2 separate regions of the Danio rerio genome follow, and region 2 is linked to region 1. A link is a contact called in public HiCAR-type data. All regions are on one chromosome and are shown on one strand. The core of a region is the stretch at or near the end of the contact, and the rest is flanking DNA. Distances in the headings are between cores, read along the strand shown. Region 1 holds the start of nrbf2a (nuclear receptor binding factor 2a). Region 2 holds the start of jmjd1ca (jumonji domain containing 1Ca).

What was found. HiCAR-type assays count read pairs that join an accessible place to other places.
Region 2: a HiCAR-type map of caudal fin shows a contact between it and region 1, with 9 times the contacts expected there. The contact joins the promoter of jmjd1ca here to the promoter of nrbf2a in region 1. A contact is called at or near these places in 6 of 18 Hi-C or Micro-C datasets (caudal fin, embryo, hematopoietic stem cells and 2 more) and 2 of 4 datasets of contacts at active chromatin or transcription factors (caudal fin and embryo).

Annotation. Positions count from the first base shown.
Region 1 is chr17:48,669,216-48,676,964 of GRCz12tu, forward strand. It overlaps nrbf2a (nuclear receptor binding factor 2a), which reads left to right and starts at 3,343. Exons shown (of 4, transcript NM_001386790.1): 1 at 3,343-3,465; 2 at 5,139-5,223; 3 at 5,339-5,379. The coding sequence starts at 3,364.
Region 2 is chr17:48,818,797-48,826,147 of GRCz12tu, forward strand. It overlaps jmjd1ca (jumonji domain containing 1Ca), which reads right to left and starts at 4,539. Exons shown (of 27, transcript XM_021467470.3): 1 at 4,163-4,539. The coding sequence starts at 4,303.

The sequences.
Region 1 (7,749 bases), core at 2,093-4,592:
TGACACTGGATTTTGGCTGCCATACCTGATAAATAAATGTCAGTATGTTAAGATGTGAGCTCAACGTTGGATTTTGGTCACTTACCAACACAACCTAATAACAACCAAATATCAACGTCATTTGACATCATTATTGAGCGTCAAAATACCCTGATGTATTGATTCTCTGCCTAAATATCACTTTATATTAATGTCTTATAGGCCAGCACGGAATCTGTGTGCGCAGAATTCTGCAGATTTTCAGCCCATCATTATTTCTGTTAATTTACTTGAGTAAATGTGTGTAAATCTATATTTATTCAGTTTTTAAATTAATAACAGTAACATTATTGACTAAAGTGAAAATATTCATCTGATTTATGTATAGTTTGTAAAGTATTATTTTCAGTTTTTTAGTAGATATATCATATGGGAGACTTACTTTGTTTACCAAATAAAGTTAATCGAACCGGATTTGCATTTTACACATTAAATAATAGAATAGATACAAATTTTTATTTCACATATTAAGGTTTAAGTTATGATACTCCCAAAATAATTCCGCAGAAATCCGCAGATTTTTACCAAAGCAAAAATAGCAAAAAATGTCTGCAGATTCTGTTTGGCCCTACTTATGACATGTGCCTGCTGGCTGTCTTTCAGTTAGTTTTTATGGTTTCTCATTGGCAAACTGATTATGTTCACCTGTGTCTTGTTTGGTTTCTCATTTAGCCTTGCATTTAAACAGAAGATTCACTGAAAATTTAACATTTGATGTTAATTTCAACATAGTCTCGTTGGAAATATTTAGTTTGAACCCTGTTCTTTGTGAAAGCTCAAAAACACATTTCATCATACATTTAACTGCAGTTTCTAGGTAAAATGAACACTATGGGGCAATATGACGCTACCAATTTTTGTTCCTTTTCACACTAATGATATTTACAGGGTCATATTATCAACAATCTACAAATTTTCATGCATTTCTTTGCACAACACCACATAAGTACCACAAAACAACTTAACAGTAGCTATGTTTTCATCCACCTATTTTTATGCACATTTTGCATATGTGCATAAAAAAGCGGTTGATGGAAACGTCATGATGTGCATACATTTTGAAAATGCGCATAAAAATTATGCGCATAACTGAGCAGGACAAACTTTTTATTCGATAAAAAAAGATGTACTATGATGGAAACACTTTTACTGCACAAATTTCAGTATGCGAATTAAGGTCATGTGATTTTGTGAAAAGAGTAATGTGATAATGAAAATGTGTGTAAATGGACAAACCAGCAGGCTGAGCATACTGTAAAACACCTAAACTGTTGTTTTGGTCATTCTAAAATGCCTTACCATTTAAGTATCAGTGTTATTATATCATTAATGACCTCCAGAATCAAGAGAGTCTGTGCTCTGCGTCTGACACCTTCAATTACCACCGTGTGTTAACTGCGTGTCAGGATCCTTTTTTAAATGAAAAAATGAGTGACGCAGCTTCTCCAACTGCAGCAAGTTCCTTTTTACTGTTGATATTTGGCACCAGTTAATCAGGAAGAGACATTTTTGTTCGCTTTGACTCGTTGGATGGAAACGCTGCTTTATTCGCACGGCTTTTATGCGATAATTCATTTTTGCGCATAAAGTTAATTCGGATTTTTGGATGGAAACATAGCTATTGTCTATGAATTGTAGTAATATATGTTTTCTACCTGTCTTTCTTCATATGGACAACTTTACAGATGTGGTTAGTTTGCTCTGTGACTCACTTTGTACCGTGTTGTACTTGTGATGTAGAGTGCTCTGGTTTGAATTCATGAAAGCACAGTTCCATAAAAGAGATCAATGTAAAGGTGATCTGTTTGACAAGCTTTGCCTTCTGGATGTAAACAGGATATATTTCTAAAAAATACAACAAAATGTACCCTAAGTAACACATCCCTCTAGTGGATTTGCTATCTGAAACATGCAATGAAATGCACCCGGAGCAATGCAATTTATGTTTCACAAAAATGTAGGCTGAGGGAACTATTTCATTGACACTTGGATGGTTAATTTACTCACTCACAGCTCATTCAATATGCCCATTTGTCCTGAACAGTCTTTAGCTGAAACTTATTATAGGGAGTTGGTTTGACAAAAAAAAAGTTTAGATTTAGTTAATTAACATAAAAAGGACATTGCAATGCCAAAGTCTTCCAGGTTTTGAATATGTTTTGTTAACTTTTTTCATTCCAGTAAATGCCACTAGATAAAAAGAAGACATTTAGCATGCATAAACTGTAATATGTAATCCTGTAATCGATAAAATAACTACCTGTAATCTTATTTTGAGTATTTTAAAACGTTACAATCCACAATTACATGTACTTAAAGGGACTGTTCACCCAAAATTGAAAATTTACTTACCATAGGTTTCTTTACTCCGGTGAACACTAAAGAATATATTTTGAAGAAAGCTGGAAACCTGTAACCATTGACTTCCATACTATTTGTTTTTCCTATGGATGACAATGGTTAGTTTTCCAGCTTTCTTCAAAATATTTTCTTTAGTGTTTTTTACTTTTTACAGACTAAAGAGAATTACAATGTAATCACCTGGGGGTAAGTAAAAGTGAGTAGATTATAATTTTGGGGTGATGCTTTAATTTTTCTGAATATGATAACATTATTCAGATAAGCCTAGTTTACATTTGTCAGTTGTGACATACGTGGTCTTAATTAAAATCATTGACAGTTGTCATGTTTCAAACACGTCTGTTGACTGGATTAAATAAAATCTGCTGCTGTTGAGATACTCTGCTCTCTTCCCTCTAAAAACATTTATATAAAAGTGAATTAAAGAACAAATAACGTTACTACGAATATAGTAATGGTTTAGTAAAGCAAAGTCGTGGTGAATTTGTGGTTAAGGTGTAACTACTTCGAACATGTTTTTTGTTGTTGTTTGTTTTTATAGTGATAAGAGATGTTTTTATTGAAACATTTAACAGTAATACAAAAACCTACATAAAAGATATAAACCATATGACAACAAAAATAGACAACAGAACAAAACTAAAAAAAAAAACAAAAGATTTTGGCAGGGGTGGTATGAATGACAAAAAAAAAACACTTTAAATCTATCTTAAAGCATTGTCATAGTGATGTATAAAAGGTCATATAAAATATAGTCTCTGGGTGCAATAGAAAAGAGACACTGTAAGATTCACAGTGTTATTTATTTTAAAGCTTTACCATTGCTGGAGGTTGAGTTTGTGTTGTCCAGCAGATGTCGTCATACACTTTGGATTCATTCAGACTTCCGCTCTCCAGCACGTGTCACGTCACTACAAACAAACACGACGCTCAAGAAGTTACGCAAGGTGTTCAGCCGTGTTTATGGTTAATCTTCTAAGTGTAAATAAAGAAGTTGCCACTGTAAAAACGGCGAAACCGCATGCTCAAATAGAAATGGAAGTAATTGACAGCCCTCTAAATCGTGTAAGTGATATCTTGAATAGCATAAAATGTAAAAAAAATGTTCTGTCAACTTAGTTACTGACGATAATACAAATAAACACGTTACGCGTTTTTTTATGTTTTGGCTTTACGTGTTTAAACTATGTTGAGTATGTTGTGTTTAACGTAATTAACACCTTAATTTGTCAATGAAAACTATAAAATTTAATTAAACCCTCATCAGTCCTGTATTTAGGTCAATTTTAATTTACCTATACTGTAGCTAAACAAATAACTATAAATTTCTTTAACTACTTAAGTAAAAAGTGTTTTACTTTTTGTAACGTTACTAAGTGATTAAAAAAATAACTCAAATGATTTCAGTAATTGTTATGAAAACAGCATAATACTAAAAATATTCATAGAGGTAAATTTGGTTTTATTCCCTAATAATATAATTTCGGAAAAATATTCTTTGCTAATTCTAAATAGGGAAATCATATTATCAGCAAATGACCATCAAAGTACAACATTGTTCACTGTGAATTAGATAGTGCTGATGTTGTTGAGAAGTCATACTTGCATGCTAATTCCGATCGAATATTCAAATTAACATGATAAACGATATAGAGACTGCTAAATGAACGAACGTGCGAATATAAAACCTACTTTACCTTTATATATATTTTTATATTAATTTAAATGTAAAAAGAAATATATATAATGACAAATAAGTCACACTTAAAAAAGCTGGTTCTGAACTTCCATGGGGCCAAATGTATGAAGATTTGAAGAGATATACCTGGTTTAACGTTAAAAAAAGTTTTAAAAAATGCTAAAACTTGAACATTAATATATGAATCAGATTAATATAAAATAAAAATAAGGTTAAATATTAATAAAGGTTATACTAAATGTTAATAAAAACTAAATTAGCACATGGTGACAATGATACCTTAATAGGCTCACTGTTAAATATGTCCACAATTGTTTCTGGGTTGCAGTATTTTCTATTGAGTTAAAATTGGTTTTATATTCACAAATTTGGACTTTGTCCTTAATAATATAATTTCAGAAAAGTATTTTTTTGCAAATTATAAATAGTGAAATCATAATAGCAGCTAATGACTATCAAAGTACAACATTGTTCACAGTCAAATAAATAGTGCTTATGTTGTTTTGAAGTCATATTTGCATGTCATTTCAGATCGAATATTCAAATACCATGGTAAACAATATAGGGAGCTTGCCAGAAGTTGTCACTGAGCGAAAGTGTGAATATAAAACCTACTTTACCTCAATGTAGTTTGTCTTGCAATCCAAAAATACCACATACTGTTTTGGGTTCAGTTTTTTTTTTTTCTCATTGTATTAAGACTTTAGCATTAAAAAAATAGGAGTCTGTTTATATAAAGTTAGATAGTTCTTCCAAAACTGCAAATTTGATCAGATTTACCCAACCTTCACTCGATAATTTTCAGAATGTTGTATAGAAACTGATAACCATTGACGTCCATAGTATTTTTTTTCCCACTATGGGAGTCAATGGTTACTGGTTTCCAGCATTCTTCAAAATAGCTTACTCCCCGTTCAACAGAAAAGCAAACAGGCTTGGAAGCACTTGTGTGTGAGTAAATTGACATTTTTGAGTGAACTGTCTTTCCTGTTAGTAATGTCTTTTTCTCCAGAATTTTTGACCGTGTTCTTTTCTACAGGCTCATCATTACGGCCGAAGGGCAGATCAGTTGGTGATGAAAGGAAAATATGAGGAGGCGATTGAGTGCCATCAAGAAGCAGCAGGTACAGGAATGAATCCTTTTTTTCTCCCACCTCAAACCATCCACACATAATTAGAGGTTGGGAAACAGTCATTAAAAACAAAAGAGTCACTGAATCTGTTTCTCTCTCTGCTCAGAGCTGTTGAAAGAAGCTTCATCAATGACACAGAGTCAACAGGTAAGACGTGTTTGAGACAGCAAGTGTGTCTCCATTGCAGTAGGGCGCCGTTTCTGTTGGTCTTATAGACTAGGCAACACTGTTCTAGAGTCTGGGGCTGTTTCTCAATATGCATTCTTCAGCGATCTTGCGTCCTCGTGTTCTCATGTAACGACTTCATCATCAACTGCCAAAGTTCAATTCCAAAATCAAGTCGGCAAGAACGGAGGACACGTGAAAGTTCCTGGATGTGTTCTTGATAACTAGGATGCACCGATGCAGACTTGAGCGTAAAACTTGCTCGAGAAGTCTCAGAAGTCATTGTTACTGAATAAAGGAGGTTGGAAGCGCAGCATTACATATGGGTTTATTATTAAAGTTCAGAGGTATAACTTATTTATCTCAGGAGTTTCCTTAAATGAGACAGTGAAAGTAAAAATTACCATAAAAATATTAATAAAGGCATAAACACATTAAGGGTGTTTATTTTCTGAAATTCTTATTAAAGTCTGTGTTATTTGCCTTGTGCAATGTATATTTGTAAGGTTTTGTGCATGATACATATATATTGAAAAGGAGGACAACAATAAATTGTTGTATAAATGCTATAATGCTTAGATAGTTTTCCGTTAAAAACATGTAAAGGTCATGTGACCATCAGGAAGAACGCAGCATCTTATTTCTCACAGGACACGTTCTCTGTTCTCGTGATCTCCTGAGTTTGTTCTTCCGAGGTGACCTGGCAAGAGCGGTCTACACAATAACGTTAGTCCTTTCTCTGCGTTCTTGTAATTGAGAAACAGCCTGGATATCTGCAGTCTGATGAGTTATTTCTGGTGTGTTTGATTAGAAAGAGGCGCAAAATATTTCATTAAATGTGTTTTTGAGTAGTTCAAGTATGAAAATAGTTGAATATGTCACACAAAATTCTAAATCAGAGATGCCCAAAATAGAGCCCACGGGCCAAAGTTGGCCCATTGGAATGTTTGATTTGGCCCACCATCCCAACTGAGATGAGAGTGAGATTAATGGAGGAGATTGACACAGAAATCTAATTTGATGTAATCTTTTTTGTTAGTGTTATTGCTGAGCTACAAAAAATCAAACTGAAATGAAATGTTTCAATCAAATGTTGTAAATTAATTACATTTTTAAAAATGTAAATACTGTCACTCGACAGATAGAGGACTATGCAGAAGCAAATCAAGGCAAAATCTAGAGAAATTCTGTTATTAATTAGATTTTGTTTTTACTGTAATAAGGTCATTGTACAATGTAAAAAATACTGTATTAGTTAACATAAAGCAGTGTTTTCTAGTAATTTTAATTATCATTAAATAAGTTAGAAATGTATCCATGGCAACTACTTAACTGATTTACCTTCGGCCCACTAGCCGTAATCAAATTAGAGTTTTGGCCCTTCATGAAAAGAGTTTGGGCACCCCTGCTTTAAATAAACCTAGATGGAATCTGGAGAAAGTTTACTCATATTTTCTCTACTATTATTGGAATAAAATGTAAAGAATGGATTTGTGCATAATATGTAATATGTGTCAAATTCATCACATGTTGAGCTACTTAATGGACATTTGTAGTATAAAGATGTACTGGTCACATTTCTTTGGTTATTTTTGAGGACCAAATATAACAAAGATGATCTCGAGATGATTTAGTTTTATTTATTTTTTATTATAATTTTTGACCCTTATCATGTAGTAATTGTTTATGTTGTAAGAAGAAAAAGAAACATACATTTTTTTAGTTAGGTGAGTCCGATAAATAATAATTATGATAATAATATTAATAATAATATTAGTCAGCATGGGGGCTCAGTGGTTAGCACTGTTGCCTCACAGCAAGAAGGTCGCTGGTTTAAGTCCCAGCTGGGCCAATTGGCATCTCTGTGAGGAGCATTTCGGGTGCTCCAGTTTTTCCCACAGTCCAAATACATGCGGTATAAGTGAATTGCATGATCTAAATGGGCAGTAGTGTATGATTGCGTGTTTAAATAAGAGAGAAGATGGGTGTTTCCCAGTACTGGGTTGCAGTTGGAAGGGCATTCACTGCTTAAAACTTATGCTGGTGTAGTTGGGAGTTCATCCCGCTGTGGTGACCCCTGATAAATAAGGGACTAAGCTGAAGGAAAATGAATGAATGAATGAATGAATAATAACATTAAGCTAGAATATATTAAAGGGATAGTTCACAAAAATATGAAAATTCTGTTGTCATTTACTTAACTTCCACTAGTTTAAAACCTTTTTTTCCCCCCATAGTTTTTTGTCTCGGTTGAACACAAACTAGTAACCATTAATTTTACTAGTGTTCTTTTTTATACTACTGTCAGTGGCTGGTGTTTTCAACATTTCTTAAAATGTCATAATACCAAGT
Region 2 (7,351 bases), core at 3,289-5,788, 150 kb after region 1:
CACACATGCAGACACAAACACAGACACATACACACAGACACACACATAAGCAGGCACACACAAACACACATCGTCTATCTCTCTCTCTCTCTCTCTCACACACACACACACACACACACACACACACACACACACACACACACACACACACACACACACACACATAGAGACAGACACAATCTCTCTTACACACACACACAGACGCAATCTCTCTCTCTCTCTATCTCTCTCTCACACACACACACAGACACACACAGACACACATACAGGGACAAACATACACACACACACACAGAAAGACACACACACGCAGACACAATCTCTCTCTCTCACACACACACACACACACATAGAAAGACACAATCTCTCACACACACAAATATACATACAGAGACACACACAAACACAAACACATGCAGACACATACACACAAACACACACACATAAGCAGGCACACAAAGAGACCCGCAAACACACACAGATGCACTTTCTCTCTCTCTCACACACACACATACTCACACACACACATACAGAGACAAACACAAACTCTCTCTCCCTTATTCACGCACACACATACATACATACAGACAGACTCACACACACGCACTCTCTTTCACTCTCACACAGAGACGAGACACACGACAGTCAGACACATACATTTACATGCAGACACACACACGCGTACATACACAGACACACACACAGACAATACACACGGATGCACTATCACACACATACATATACACACAGACACACAAACTCAAATGCAAACACACACACACACACACCCAGGCACATACACACACACAGAAATGCGCACACTGACACATACTGATGCACTCTCACTCACACACACACACACACACATAGATATGCACACACACACACACACACACACACACACACACACAAATACACAAAGACACAGGCAGGCATATACACAAATATACAGCAGGCACACAAACACACACAGCTGTACAATCACAGATATAGCAGTCCCACACCTGTGCTGAGTAAATGAATGTGATTATGCATGCACACGGATGCAAGCCTCTGCCAACCAATCATACCACATATGATCTGAGCAACAACGCCAGTACTGTAATAACCAGTCACACACTCTCTTTCTCTCTCTCTCTCCACACACACACACAAACACACACACACTCACAGCTGGGAGCATATGACAGCAGCTGCAGGACCAAACTATCATTGCACAAAAACACTGAATACATTGAATAAAACACAGTCACGCACACACACAAACATCATGCTGCTCATTATTCATTCATTCAATTATTCTCCTTTGGCCATTTTAACCATCAGGGGTCGCCACAGCGGAATGAACCGCCAGGTATTCCAGCATATGTTTTACACAGCGGATGCACACTCATTCACACACATACACTACGGACAATTTTATTCATTCATTCATTTTCTTTTCAACTAAGTCCCTTTATTCATCAGGGGTCACCACAGCGGAATGAACCGCCACTATTCCAGCATATTTTAAACAAAGCGGATGCCCTTCCAGCTGCAACCCAGTACTAATATACACACTCTAACACACACAGACCTTCTTGCTGTGAGGCGACATTGCTAAAACTGGGCAATGATTCCACATTAAAAAAAATCAACATATTTCTGCTCTCTTTTTTGCACCCCAGCACATGTACCATTCATTTACAGGTAAAATGTCAATGAAACACACCGCCACAACTTCAGTTACGCAGTGTGTGCTCCTCAGAGGGAGATCTGCTCTTTCACTGAGCACTAGTGTAGGAGGAAAGTGCGCCTTTGACCCTCATAATTAGCTTCACGGTTGTAAAAATGCAAATATGCCTACTGCAGTACACACAGGGTGCCTGCGTGTGAAGCTTCAGTCTAATGAACCGTATACTGGCTTTACTGGAGTCAACATGCATTTGCTAAATGTAGTGATTCCACGGCTAATGAATATCCAAGGCGTTTATGATAGATTTGTGGAATAATTAATCAGGAATTTCATTCATTTCTTTGTTTTCTTCCCACTTAGTCCCTTTATTAATCAAGGGTTGACACAGCGGAATGAACCACCAACTTATCCAGCATATTTTATACATTGCATCACCTATGAAACCTTATTACTACATATAATTACCAAAATATATATTTTTTTCAGCTCTTAAATGTGTGACTAAAAATTGCTTATTGGGCAACACGATGGTCTAGTGGTTAGCGGCGGTTGGAAGTTGGCGGTTCATTCCACTGTGGCGACCCCTGATAAATAAGGGACTAAGCTGAAAGAAAATGAATGAATGTATAAGTTTTCATTTGTTAGGTGCATTAGATGGACTGGCATATAACCATAATTATATAGCATTTATAAGACTTAATTAAAAAAAGGTACGACTAAAGAAATAAAAGCTGTAATTTACTGTGAACTAACACAAAAATAAGTATAATACAACTTTGATTCGAAAGAAGGCGCCCGCTAAAATGTCATTCAGTATGATAACTAATGTTTTACATGTGTTTATGAATACACTTTTATAAATGTAACTTGATGCAGACACCAAAAATTATGCATCTTATCTTTGTATACATTGACAGGGAGATATGCACTGCAAAACATGCTTTTCTTAATTAGATGTTTTGCCTTGTTTCTAGTCCAAATATCTTAAAAACTCTTAAATCAAGAAGCATTTTCTAGACAAACAAAACACATTGTTTTAATTTAAGAAATAATATGGCGATATAAAAAAATTTTCCTTAAAACAATCAAAATAATCTGCCAATGGGGTGAGCAAAATAATCTAATGTCAAAAGAAAAAAAAACAGTTTATTAATCTTACCCTATTGGCAGATTATTTTGCTTTGTTTTAAAGAAAAACTCTGCCTTTACTGCCGTATTATTTAATATTATTTCTTAAATGAAGACAACGAGTTTTGCTTGTCTAGAAAATGCTTTTTGATTTAAGAATATTAAGATATTAAGACTAGAAACAAGACAAAAAAAATCTAAGTAAGAAAAACTTTTTTTTTTGCAGTGTGGTTAGGGTTACAAACAAGTTTCGTGGAAAGCTTAAAGCTGGATCAAGAGGTAAGAGTAAAGTTCAAGAGCCTAATTATAGATGTAACCACAAAAAGTAATTAGATGTAGGATCTATATGTGTGACATGGGTTTGTATATAGATATGCTGTAAAAATATACATGGTTAGTAACTTAGTGTATTATATCTTTGTTTGAGTCACTGCATTATATATTCGTCACACACTAATAATATATGAATATGGATATGCATACTAAAAGAAATGCTGCAAAATTGTCACAAACAATTTATATTTGCTGAATTTAAACTAATTAAATTTAGTAATGTTAAAAATTAATTTGTTTGTTGAAATTAAACCCAAATTAATTGTTTACAACCAATTAACTTAAAAAAAACATTTAGCAAATCCAAGGTATTATCTTTAAATATTTTTCAGTGTAGTTACAAATGCAAGTAACGCACATTATCGTTACAATCATGTACCTGACGGTTTAAGTGCAATTGCATCCACATAACTAGCGTTGTTCATTGGTTATTACAGTAATGCTAGACTGTAAAGTGTATCCCATCTTTCTCCAAATCCGTTTGAAGTAAATATCAGTCTATAATAAAGATAAAGAGAAGGTGTGTGTGTGTGTGTGTGTGTGTGTGTGTGTGTGTGTGTGTGTGTGTGTGTGTGTGTGTGTGTGTGTGTGTGTGTGTAAAACACGTCGTGATGACGGTTTGAGTGCTGTGGTGGAGTGATGGAGTCATTAGGCGCTACAGCGGCAGTGCAGTAAACTGTCTCACAACAGCTGATTAGTCTGAGTGAATCCCGCTGAGCCATGACCACACACACACACGCACTTACACACACACACACACACACACACACACACACACACAGTTGTGTTTTCCCCCACTCTATCATAGTAACACGCCCAGCCTTCATAGTAAAAGCCGCATGAATGTTTGTTGACTAAAACAACTGACAGAAACAAAACAATCAACTTTCGCTGTCATATCAGCAGCTCCGTCAAACTTTGCTCTGGCAAACATGTCAAATGCTATTTGTAGAAGTTATTTAAACTGGAGAACACACAAACAAACAAGCGTGTCTAACTAAATAATGAGCTTTTCTCTTGTATTACCGTGAGCGCAGGGCAGTCTGCAGCGGCCGCTCGGATGACTCCGGCTCTCCAGCCCCAGTGCGAGATCCCCGCGGGCTCCAGCAGACGATCTCCAGAGCCGCTCGCGCACAGGCAGCGCTTCCCCGGCAGCTCCACCGCCATAGTCCCGCAAAAAAGTGCGAAAAATGTCCACCGACAACACGCAAACTTCCTGCAACTATGGCCTGAGGTGTTGACACATTATTAAATTACGGCGATTAAATGAATATTGTGGTGTGTTTTGAGTACAGGGGGTTTAAATTCCCTGCATGCGTCCTCTGGCGAGCGCTAGTGGCTCTGTGCGCCGAGAAACTGATTTACACTAGGAGTAGTAACAGTCATTATGGCTCTCTCTCTCTAGCTCGCTCTCTCACTCACACCACACACACATTCTCTCTCTCACTCTCGCTCTCTCACTCACTCACACGTGGTATTCATCCGCCCCAGTGAAAGCATACAGGACTATCAGACCGCAGAGAAAACACTTGTCCGTCCGCCAGACTTGAGTTCACTCCTCTTTTGGAAGCACTGCTGCAAACTGCAGAGAAAGTAGTCCCTCGTCTGGATTCATATATTCTGAACTTCTGAATCACACTTTAAAACTACAGTTGAATTTGATTTAATTATTTTATCAGAAACTGGAGTGTCTCATTCAACATGTTATTATAATTTAATTATTCTTAATCATTATTTATTAATCTATCTATCTATCATCTATCTATCTATCTATCTATCTATCTATCTATCTATCTATCTATCTATCTATCTATCTATCTATCTATCTATCTATCTATCTATCTATCTATCTATCTATCTATCTATCTATCTATCTATCTATCATCTATCTATCTATCTATCTATCTATCTATCTATCTATCTATCTATCTATCTATCTATCTATCTATCTATCTATCTATCCATCCATCCATCCATCCATCCATCCATCCATCCATCATCTATCTATCTATCTATCTATCTATCTATCTATCTATCTATCTATCTATCTATCTATCTATCTATCTATCTATCATCTATCTATCTATCTATCTATCTATCTATCTATCTATCTATCTATCTATCTATCTATCTATCTATCTATCTATCTATCTATCCATCCATCCATCCATCCATCCATCCATCCATCCATCCATCCATCATCTATCTATCTATCTATCTATCTATCTATCTATCTATCTATCTATCTATCTATCTATCTATCTATCTATCTATCTATCTATCTATCTATCTATTACAACAAACATCATGTAAAGTGTTCCTCGTAGTTTTATTTATTTATTTTTTTTTTTTTCAAAATAAAAACGTATTTCAGTTTTTGTCCTTGCAACACATTTCAAAAAAGATTGTAACAGTAAAGCATTTACCACTTTGCAATAATGACATTCATTATCAAAAGTGTTTCAGGTCTAACTTTTGTCCCGTTCCTCCTGCAAACAAGTCTTAATGTGGGCAACAGTACAGGGTCTTTTGTTGTTGTACCTGTATCCTCTTCCATTGCAGCCAGGACTTTGTAATGTGTGCAAAATGTGGTTTTGGATGGTCTTGTTGAAATATACATGGGTGTCCCCAGAAAAGTATGCAGCATATTGTGCTCCAAAATCTCTATATACATTTCAGCATTAATCGTGCGATCACCGAAGTGCAAGCTACCTTTGCTAAGGGCACCGACACAACTTAATATCATGACAGACCCTGGCTTTTGAACTTGTTGCTGGAAACAGACTGGATGATCCTTTTCTTCTTTGGTTCAGGGCGTACAGCATCCATTTCTCCCAAAATACCTGACATACTGATTTATCTGAAAACAATACACATTTCCACTGTGTGATAGTCCATCTCAGATGCCTCTAAGCCCAGGGAAGTCGACAGCGATTCTGGACACTGTTAACATAGGGCTTCCTTTTGGCACAGTACAGTTTTCACTGGCATTTGTGGATGTAGCTACTGTGACAAGTCTCTTAGACCAACCCACTCATCGGCCGAAGCAGGAAAGACAGACTCATTTGCACAATTGGGAACACCTGGTTTCCCCTCTATAAAAAGCCAGCAGTGTTTGCTTGTTGAGCTTTTGCTCCTGTTTATTTTGCTTTGTTTCTTTCTAGCCTTGGTTAACATTTGATTTTTGCTAACCTAAAGTGAGCACTTGTTTATTCTTTAATGTTTAAATAAATATTTTTCGGTACCAAACCATCCTGTGTGTGTCCTCTCTTTAATTTGTCATTGCCTTTAAGCCAGGTCGAGACACTACATATTGCGACACTGGACAAAGGTTTGCAAAAGTCCTGAGCCCATGTGCTGATATTGCTTATATGAATTCTTAATGCTTGCATCCTTGTCCTTTATGCACTGAAATCCTACAGATTCCTTGAATCTTTTAATTATGTTATGCACTGTTGAAGGTAAATATCCAAATGTCTTTATTTCTTTTTTGAGGAACATAGTTTTTATTTAAAAAAAAATGTGTAAAATAATCAATTAAGGCATAGTTTTTTTTTTTTCGATGCATTTGATCTTTTGTAATGCACACATGGTCAATTTAATGACCTAGTTATTTTTAAAACAAATTAAAAAGTATAAACATGAGCCTAGATCAGTAATATTCATTTGTTTGTTTTTGTCATTTAACTCTAAAAAACTCACCAAATCTTTTACCTTGAAGACTGCAAACATTCTCAATACAACTGTGTGTTTTGAGTACTTAATTATTTCAATAACCTTAACAACACATAATTTAAAACTATATACAAGAACACGGTACAATATATAACTTTTATTCATTATTTTACTTACTTACCTTCCTGTTTATTTGTTTAAAGATTACCAAATATAAATCTGCATATTCTTAGTACAACTTAGAACAATCAATCAATCAATCAATCAATCAATCAATCAATCAATCAATCAATCAATCAATCAATCAATCAATCAATCTATCTATCTATCTATCTATCTATCTATCTATCTATCTATCTATCTATCTATCTATCTATCTATCTATCTATCTATCTATCTATCTATCTATCTATCTATCAATCAGTCTATTATAACAGTCGGTTGGTCAGTCAGTCATTTTATGTCTTTGTTAAAAACATTGATCATATGATCCTCCACAGCTCTGTCTAAAATACTTTAAAAATGTTGCACTTATTCATA